Regions from separate parts of the Zea mays genome. Here region 2 is linked to region 1. Evidence: chromatin contacts called from public Hi-C data. All regions are on one chromosome and are shown on one strand. The core of a region is the stretch at or near the end of the contact, and the rest is flanking DNA. Distances in the headings are between cores, read along the strand shown. Region 1 holds the start of LOC100382467. Region 2 holds the start of LOC100275584 (putative protein of unknown function (DUF668) domain family protein).

Region 1 (5,087 bases), core at 1,073-3,572:
CCCAGTATTTTATCAACACATAATATTTAATGAAAACAAAACACTCTCCATGACTCTATATATTCTTTCACCAGGATGAAACAGCAGAGACTCACTTTGACTTTGAAGTGTCACAAGCACCAGCTTCAATTGGTGAGTCATCTTCGATATCAATAACTTGAACTGCCTTGTTTGCCAACAGAAATGGGGTACATGTATCAGTATTATTTGGATTGTTACCAAGAGCTGTTCCAAGGTCAATTTGTTGATTATCTTGTAGGTCCACTGAACATCTAGCAGTGAAGCTTTGGCCTAAACGAGGGTCACCTCGCATGTCGGCAACCTCTGGACTACCAACCAGGTTGAGATCACGTATTTTAAATGAGCTAGACTGGCCAAGCTTTTCCTCTTCTATTGTAACAGCATCTTCTGCTTTGATGTTAGGTGATAACTCTGAATCAACTGTCTTCCCTTTATCGGGTGGATCAATCAACACTTCATCTTGTGGCGGGGTATCTAAATTGTAGATTTGTATTCCTTTTTCCACTTGCAAACTGAAGTTATTCTGACAAGAAGCAAATGTAGGAGACAGTTCATTAGTCTCATTATTATCCTCAACTTCATAATGTCGAGGGATGTTCTTCTGCTCTTCCATTTCCTCAGTTTCACCTTGTGTTTCCTTTTCATGGAATGCCATTGATTCCGCCACTTGATTGCAGATATTAATTTCTTCAGCACGTTCTTGGTCTTGACCAACGAGCTCGTCTTTACTGTTTTCCTCAATATTAGTTATGGAATTGGTGTTAGCTTCTCTATCAATTGCCATCTGGGACATTTCTTCAGGAGTAACTGGATTGACCAGTTCGGACACATCAATTTCTTTTTGAGCTGGTTCAACATTCCTGTTTGCAAGCACTGATCGTGGTCTTGTTGGAACTCTTGCAAAATTACAATAATTTAGCAAATTTCCAACATCATTAGGCAAATTGTTCTCCATAATGGAGACCTCTTCTGACGTTGTATCATCTTCAGCCTTCTCATGCGAAGTACTGCCATCTTCAACCTTGCCATTCAGAACACCACTATCTTCAGGCCTCCCATCTGAGACCTTTTCACCTGAGGATACTGGCAAATGTTTTGTCTCTAACTCTTGAACACCATCAGAAGAATCATTGTTGCTATTATCTTCACCATTCAAAGCTTGCTCGACTACATCTGAATTAGACACCACACTATTCTCCTGCATTTTGCTTGCCTCATTTTCATCCTTCGCCTCTTGCGAAGCATCAGCTTTCTGCTGGACATTGCTGTTAGAACTAGCCTTTGACCCAGTATCCTCCAGCTCCGACTCCCCCATCGCCTCCACCTTCGATGATGGTCCCTCCCCAGCCACCCCTGACACCCTACTGCCAACCTCGTCAATCCCACCACTGCTTCGGCGCTCCCGTTTGAACCCAGGAGCCCCATTGTCATCATCGTCATCATAACTCCGGATATCAGAATACCGCCTGTTCCTCCCCCTATCCTTTGCCCAATCTGAATACCTATTGTCAGCCCCAAATTTCCTTTTCCCCCTTCTATTGTAGTTACTACTGTTGCTGCTACTGTAGTCACCACCACGGTTCCGCCGCGAGCTGGCATTACGAATACCACACTCATCATCGACCTGCCGCCGGCCATTCCTGGCCCCGTGGTAAGCTTGGGCTTCCAAAGTCACGGAAAGCGGAGGCGGAGGAGGAAGCTGGCCCCACCCTCCAGGGACGACTGTCCCGCTGCGTTGCTGCAGGGAGCCCGGTGGGAGCACGCCCTTCGCCAACAGGTACTCGGCAGCGAGGCGGCCTGCCTCCATGAGCACCTCATACTTGTTCTGCAGCGGCAGAGACAGCGCCGCCGACGGGAGGGGAGACGGCGGGTAGAACTGCTTCCGTCCGCGGCTGTAGGCGCCGCCGCCGCGCGCGAATGGCGGCATGCGGCTTCGACTGCCAGCGTGCTGGTACTGCATCCTCGAGGACTGGTACCCGGATCGCGGCGGAGGCAAGCTCACGCCCTGCTGGTGCGCCCAATCCATTCCCGAATCCCGAGCGGTGGCGGAATCAGATGCGGCGAGAGCAAGTCAAGCAAACAAAATCGGAGACGAGGAATGGACAAAATAAACTGAGGGCGTGCGAATCGAACCCTAGGGCCTAGGCGCGACGAGGTCTCAGGAGTTGGCGGCAGCGGCGAGGTCGCCGGCGGTGACCATCGGAGCCGCGTCAAACGGAGTCAGGGTTGGCGTCACTGAGAATTACAAATTTCGCTGTTTCTTCTTTTTGAGAGAAAATGGGAAAAAGTTTGAGAGTGATCTGTGAGAACAGTTCGATGTTTCGTAGTAGTCAAGAAGTTTGTTTCCTTTCTGCTTTTTTTCTGGTCGGTCGTTGCGGTTGGGGCGAGCTTTGGGGTCACACGTGTTCTCTTATCGCGACAGTGGATGTGGTTGTTGGGAGACAGACAGGTGGGCCAGAGACTGCTTTGGTCGGTTTGTCAGTAGAGAATGGATCATCTGTGTGCAGATTGCGATTCGGATCAGGGTTAGGTTGCACACGTTTAGGGCTTGTTCAGTTTCATTGTAATCTATATGGATTGAGCAAGTTAAAAAAAATTATAATATTTTTCAATCTCTTTCAATCTATGAATTATAAGAATAATCGAACAAGATCTTAAAAAGTGTAACACACTGATTTTTAGGCTAACACTCGAACGATTGCAGATCAAACATCCAATTGTTCCTAGTTTCTCAATTGGGTTCCCTTGTTTTTAGCTTATGGCCACTAGCTTTTGGACTTTTTATAATCCAAACAATCCCATAAGCCAAAACCCAAAAGCCTAAAAGTTCATCCTAGTTAGCTTTTGATTCTTAGTTTTCCATAGTTTTTCACTTTTAAATGGCCCGAAAGCTGAAATACAACGAGAAGCTGAAACAAACGACCCAAAAACATCTCGACCCACTTCCAATCCCCACTCTAAAAAATATAGTTTAACTAATTTGGAAGCTCTACCAATCCTCTAATCCCATTTCTCAACTCCTAAGGTTGTTTCCAGCCGATCATGTATACAGTCATACAAAATATCGTTTATAGAATGAAATTTAAAATAAGAGATATGATAGGATGGATAAGTTGTTAGAGATAGTCTAATAAAGTCAACCACGCGATAAGAGAAAAGGAGAAATCATTCTTGCAAACTTCGATATAGGTGTGGAAATGAACCAAGCTAAGTTTGATTTGGCTCGTGGCGGCTCTGTTAAGTGGCGAGCTAAGCTCCTGTAAAACATGTGAGGGCATTTGGGGATTCTCAGTTAGTTGTCCAGTAAATTTTAGAGAAATATCAATGTTCAGATGACACTTTAAATAGTCATAATCCGTTCTTTTGATGAATTCGATATTCGACATATATCCAGAGCTGAGAATTGCAGAGCTAATAATTTGACGCAAGATACATCAGGTTATTGAATAAAGCGAGGGAGATTTCACAATTCTGAAAGTCTCATAACCGGCTGCGCCAAATTCCCATGTCGCGGACCGTCCGAGCAAGGAGTCCGGACTGTTCGACGGTACCAGGGATGTCTCCTTAATCAATTCGGCTAACAATATAGCCGATGCAATTGATTGTAGGACGCCTATAATTAATTACCTACGTAATTCGAGTGTTAGGATAGACAGTAATGTTTGACGTACAACTTTCAAATATATATTAATTGATAATAAACTTTATCGCCAAACTGTTGACGATGTCCTACTTAAATGCTTGTGTCCAGATGATGCTATCTTAGCTATGGCCGAAGTGCATGAAAGGATTTGTGGTACTCATCAGTTGACTCCAAATATGAAGTGGTTGGTGAGAAGATCTAGTTTCTATTGGCCTCACATGATAGCTGATTGTCAAGTTTGTCGGAAGTTCAGTGACGTGCAGCTAGTCCCTGTAGCCGAACTAGACCCTATTGTCAAACATTGGCCCTTTAGGGGGTGGGGTTTGGACTTTATAGGAGAAATTCATCCTTCGCCATTAAAAGGACATCAGTTTGTGTTGTTTGTCACATATTACTTCACCAAATGGACTGAAGTCGTTGATCTGAAGAACATGACACATAAGGAGGTAATTGAGTATGTAATCAAGCATATCATTCATAGATTCGACATTCCCCGAACTTTGACTACGGACCAGGGGACTTCTTTTATGTCAAAATAGATACATGAGTTTGATGAATTATATAAGATCAAATTGCTCAATTACTCTTCATATTATGCTCAGGCCAACGGACTGACCGGGTCTAATAACAGGACATTGATTAGCCTTATAAAGAAGAAGATATCTGACCATCCTAGGCATTGGGATAAGGTTCTGTCTAAGGCTTTATGGGCTCATAGAATATCTAAACACCATGCTACTAAAGTCTCTACTTTTGAGCTTGTTTATGGACAGGAGGTTGTCTTGCCTGTGGAGATAAGCCTAAATGCTGCCATGTTCACCAGATAGAACGAAACTGTTGGATATTATCATAATTTGATGATGGAGAATATTGATGAAGTAACCCACAAAAGATTGGTGGCTCAAGGAGTGAAAGGGAATTAGGCTTACACCTTTTTCCTAATTGATTTTGGTGGTTGAATTGCCCAACACAAATAATTGGACTAACTAGTTTGCTCTAGATTATGAGTTCTACAGGTGCCAAAGGTTCACAACAAACCAATAAAAAGACCGAAAAAGGATTCAAATATAGAAAGCAAAAGTCAGCCGAAGTGTGCCCTGGTCTGGCGCACCGGACTGTCCGGTGTGCCACCGGACAGTGTCCGGTGCACCAGGGACTCCAACTCCGAACTGCTCACCTTCGGGAATTCTGGAGGCCAGTCCGCTATAATTCACCGGACTGTCCGGTGTAACACCGGACAGTGTCCGGTGGCGCACCGGACTGTCCGGTGTGCCAGCGGAGCAACGGCTTCTTCCACGCCAACGGTCACCTGCAACGACATTTAATGAGCGCCAGAGCGCGCAGAAGTCAGGCACGCGCGAGAAGACGCACCGGACAGTCTACAGGACCTGTCCGGTGCACCACTGGACTGTCCGGTGGGCTA
Region 2 (5,087 bases), core at 1,376-3,875, 570 kb before region 1:
AATTATAATAATACACAAATAGTCTCAAAAAATCATGAAATTTGACGGAGGAGCAATATATGTCCATATAGCATCCACAAAAATGTTTAGGCCATAAAATCTAAACATTGCCAACATTTCTTTCAATTCACTTTCACTTGTTACGTGAGTTACATGTGATATCACCTTAACTATCCAAATTTTAACATAATCAATACTTCATTTTATCATTTTCACATAGGGACTTCATATTATCTTTAATAGAATGTTTATTGGTCCTGGTAACTTATTTGCAATTTTTTGGTAGACACTAGATTATTTTATGATTTTAATTACATTTTGATGATTTTTTGTAGAAAGAAATTAATAATACACAAATAGCCTTAGAAATTCATAAAATTTGACGGAGGGTTAACATTTGTCTACATAAAATTCTAAAAAAATGTTTGGGCCATAAAGTCCATAAGATGCCAGTGATTCTTTTCATTTTCTTACACTTGTTGTGTGAGTTACACGTGAAATGAGCTTAAGTATCCAAGTTTCAACATAATCTTTACTTCACTTTCTCATTTTCATGTAGGGACTTGAGGTTATCTTCTTATGGAATGTTTATTAGTTTTGATAACTTATTTACAATTTTTTGTCGATACTATAATATTTCATGGATTTAAATGCATTTTGATGATTTTCTGCAAAAAAGAAATTAATAATATGCAAATAGTCTCAGGAATTCACGAAATTTGGCGTATGAGTAGCATATGTCCATATAGCATCCTCAAAAATGTTTGAACCATAAAAACCACAAGATGTCATCAATTATTGCATTTTCACTTATTTGTGAAACCCGTAATGATTACAACCACCATAATAATAAGTGAAACCACATATCATAATAACACGTGAAACCACATATCATAGTTCTCAATATTTTATGAATTTAATTGCATTTTAATGATTTTCTACATAAACAAATTAATAATACTCAAAATATCCTTAGAAATTCATGGATTTTTATGGAGGTGTAGCATATGTGCACATATAATCCTATAAAATGTTTGGACTAAAGGAGGGGCTAAATGATTATAACATGATATGTGTGGAATGATGTCTTACACGATATCCGACAAAAATATTCGTTACCGACGCTATCCGTGTCCGATTAGCTCCGTATTCGATCCACGACTATCCGTATTCGTATTCGAGAACATCCGTATTTGTATTCGTATTCGAATTCGAATCCGACTAAAAATATGAAAACAAATATGATTTTATTGATATCCGTCCATATTCGATCCGATTACACCCCCTAATGACAAGACTCGTCTTGTTGCTTACCGTCGATGGTGACTTGTGTTGTCTGTATTTGTTCTCCTTGTCCTAGTTCTCTCGTGCCCAATATTTATTTGCTCATGTTATATAAGTGGGTTATTGTTGACACAGTTGTTTTAGTTAGTACTCGAATATTTATCGCTGACTAATTAATTTTTGAACTAAAACATGCGTTTTTATCAATATTGTTGTTGCCGGTAGTGTAGTCATAGTCGTTTGTAGTTGTTACGATTATTGTTGTTGTTTTTCTATTATACCTAGTTTGGGCAACCTTTTCTTTATCAATATAATTAACAGCTCTATATGTAATTCGTTTTTTTTAAAAAAAAATAGAGCTATGTGGATGGATTGTAAACAGACCGGCGATTATATTAATAATGATGAAATATAGTAGGTGGTACGATTACAAAATTATATAATGACGAGGAGATTGTGTTTCACACCGGTCCGAAAAGACAAATGCGTCACCTAACCCCTAATCACGTCATTGATATCTAATTAATTGTATCTCTAACACGTCAACGGATATAACATTGTTTGATCCGGTATGGTGATTATAGTAGCAAGCACTCCATTCATCTACAAAAAAAATATAATAATGATATTCGTATCAATCAAATTGATTTAAGTTTAACTAAATTTATAATAAAAAAGTATTGACATTTATATCTCCAATAACTTTTTAGTATAAATACATATTTTATAATTAGTCTAATAATATTTATTTAGTATTTCTATATAGCTTTAGTGAAAATTTAAATTGTGGGATTTAAAAAAAATAAGAATTACATTTTTTTACGTAGTGAGTACAACTATACTACTTCTGAAACGATATGCCAAGAAGAAAATTAAAACGGCCATTTTAGGCCAATAATGTGATACTAATAACTTTATATCTGTTTGAAAAGCTGCCTGGTCGTCGAGGCAGCCAATCCAGGCTTTCGTCTGGCTCAAGAGTCAAGCCACCATCCAAACAATGCCCACGAGTTTTTTTCAACCAAAAAAATTAAACCAACCGGTGCAGGAACAGGAACGTGCCCCCCACTCCGTAGCTGTCACTGTCGGCAGCAAGCGGCCAGCGGGTGAGAGCTGAAAAGCGAGCTAGATTCGTCAGCAACCTGCAGGCCCGGGCCGGCCAGCCAGATCCATCCTCCTCATGCCGGCCGGCGGCGACCCAGCGCGCGCGCGGTTGGCGTTTCCAAGCGTGCGACCGCACACGCGCGCCCGTAAAAAAAAAGAAAAAGAAAAATCAGGGTCAGCGCGTGGACTCGGCCCTAGGGAAGGATTAGGAGTGATCGAAATCGAATCGGCGGCCACCCGGCACCCTGCCCGCCTGTCGACACTGTCGGGTCCGGTTGGTGCCCCAGCGAAAAGCAAAAGAAATACTACTACCGGAAGAAACTGCCTCCTCCTCTCCTCGCTTCTCTCTTTGGAGGCAGGCGCAGGCGGGCGAGTGGTCCGGTACACCTCTAGCTGCAGATCCCAGCTCGCGCGGTCCAGCAGGCCAGCACTAAGCTCCCTCCCTCCTGTCCACCTGGACAGCGCGCCCGATCGTGAATCGTCGCTTGCTCTGGAGAAAGCTTGCATTTTTTTTTCGTTTCTTCTTCTTCTTCTTCTTCTTCTTCTTTTTTTTTTTGCTTCGCATCCTTTTTTCCTGGCGCGGTTTCCTTTGTACGGGAAATTTTCGGTTGGTGCGGTTGGTTGGTCATTTTCCCGCACCTTCTCTTTGGTTCTTGCTCGAGAGCGCCATCTTTCCTGCTACCCGTTGACTCGGGCGGGCATTCCGTCGAGCACCTTCCGTGCGGTGTGGGGAGCGACGGTTCCTGGTTTCTCGGGGACGTTCCTTGATGCCGCTGTTGTGTCAGGCGCAGGATTCTAGCGGATGGAATGCCACAGCTGGTACGGTATGTGATGCTTTCGCTGTCCTGGACTCCTAGGTGCCTCTCCTTTTTTTTTTGTTGGTAAACTAGGCTGGATTGAATTTATTGGAGAATTTGGCTCATGTCGATTTCTGTTGTTCCGCAGCGCTGAAATCAAGAAGATCTGTAGCGATCGCTGGTGCGGGGTTTGAAGATGCTGCAGAAGGCGCCAGCGATCTTGGTGACACGATGAGTCTTGCACGCAAGCAGAAGGTTGTCAAGGAAACAGTGGAGATGGAGGAGGAGCAGGAGTTTGTTTGGAAATCTAACCTGCTCCCCTACAAGGATGATGATGCCTTCGTTCTTCCTGAGAGTAGCAAGGAGGAATACGCATCAACATCAGGAGACACAGCTCCGTCTGGCAAAATGGACCCCAGGATAGAAAGGTCTGGAAGCAATGGGACAAGCAAGGCAAGTGGTGGACAGAAAGTCAATTGATTTTCATTTCGCATATAATGTTTAGCTAAATTAGTGACAAGCGAACATTTTTAAGATTTTCAGCTTTAATTCACGTTACATCTGTGAGCGAATACATGCCAATTACTTAACCTATATTGCTTAATTTTAGCTTAGCCACGTGACTGAAAGCAAATGTGTGGTGTCCTGAAATCCTTACCTTTCATAGCAGGTCCCTAGACTGGGTTCCATGCTTGGGACAGCCAGCATGGCTGGATTTGGCAAGGCAGTGGAGATTCTAGACACGTTAGGCTGCTTGATGACGACCTTGAGCTCAGATGGTGGCTTTGTTTCCAGGACCAAGACCAAAGGATGCAAGATATCAATTCTTGCTTTTGAGGTTGCCAACACAATACTTAAAGGTGCTAGTATTATGCAATCTCTCTCGGAAGACACTGTCACATACTTCAAACAGGTTGTGCTTCCTTCCGAAGGTGTGCAGAATTTGGTTTCCAGTGAGATGAGTGAACTGATGCGAATTGCAGCTAACGACAAAAGGTACCCTGGAAGATTATTCTCAGTTACCATGGTGGCTTTCTTATCGTCTTTGGCCAGTGACCTTTTTGTGAACTCTGGTTAATAAATGCAGAGAAGAGCTGAAAATATTTTCCCAGGAGATTGTTAGGTTCGGGAACCGCTGTAAAGATCCCCAGTGGCATAACCTGGATCGCTACTTTGTGAAGTAAGCAGATTTCTTGATTTGGCACTGCAGCACAGAGTTATACTAATATGTTTTAGCTTTTTATAGCTCTTGTTAATTTGATGTATATCTAGGTTAGAATCAGAGAGTGCACCCCAGAAGCAGCTGAAAGAAACAGCAATAGCAGAGATGCAAAAGTTGATGAACCTCGTTCAACGTACAACTGTGAGCACTGTTGTTCTCCAAAGATATCTTCTAAGCGACAAATGTCCACCATTTCATTTCATTTATATTTTCCTTTCTTTTTTCAGGATTTGTATCATGAGTTGCATGCACTAGACAGATTCGAGCAAGAGTACCGCTCTAGGCTAAACGGAAAGGGTAATACAGATAGATTTGAAAAAGGTGTGCCTCCCATCTGTAACATTGTATTTCATTTTTGGAGGGAAATTGTGGATGCCTTTTGTCATTTGTTACGTGTTCATTACTTAAACAGAATGGCATTGTGGACTGTGCATATTATCTGAACTAAAAAGGATTGTGGAAGCTTAAGCAAAGAAAATTTCTCCTATCACTAAAAAAATCTAAAATTCACCTCATTATTTTTTTTTTGTTTTGCGATCCGTAAACACACATTTCATTAAGAGGAAGAGAGCAAATGCGACCACACACACGACGGGGCTTGGCACTGTTTAGAAGTCCAAAATTCACCTCATATGGCAATGAAGCTGTATTATTTTGAATTTTTAACACTATATTCAGTT

Evidence for each region. Hi-C and Micro-C count contacts between places; a contact is called where the count stands out from the background.
Region 2: a Hi-C map of tassel shows a contact between it and region 1, with 2.2 times the contacts expected there. The contact joins the promoter of LOC100275584 here to the promoter of LOC100382467 in region 1. A contact is called at or near these places in 2 of 25 Hi-C or Micro-C datasets (ear and tassel).

What each region holds. Positions count from the first base shown.
Region 1 is chr10:119,595,347-119,600,433 of Zm-B73-REFERENCE-NAM-5.0, reverse strand. It overlaps LOC100382467, which reads right to left and starts at 2,322. Exons shown (of 5, transcript NM_001175207.1): 1 at 2,155-2,322; 2 at 96-2,026. The coding sequence starts at 1,981.
Region 2 is chr10:120,161,328-120,166,414 of Zm-B73-REFERENCE-NAM-5.0, reverse strand. It overlaps LOC100275584 (putative protein of unknown function (DUF668) domain family protein), which reads left to right and starts at 2,625. Exons shown (of 13, transcript NM_001149635.2): 1 at 2,625-3,212; 2 at 3,334-3,638; 3 at 3,856-4,181; 4 at 4,273-4,365; 5 at 4,458-4,548; 6 at 4,635-4,728. The coding sequence starts at 3,191.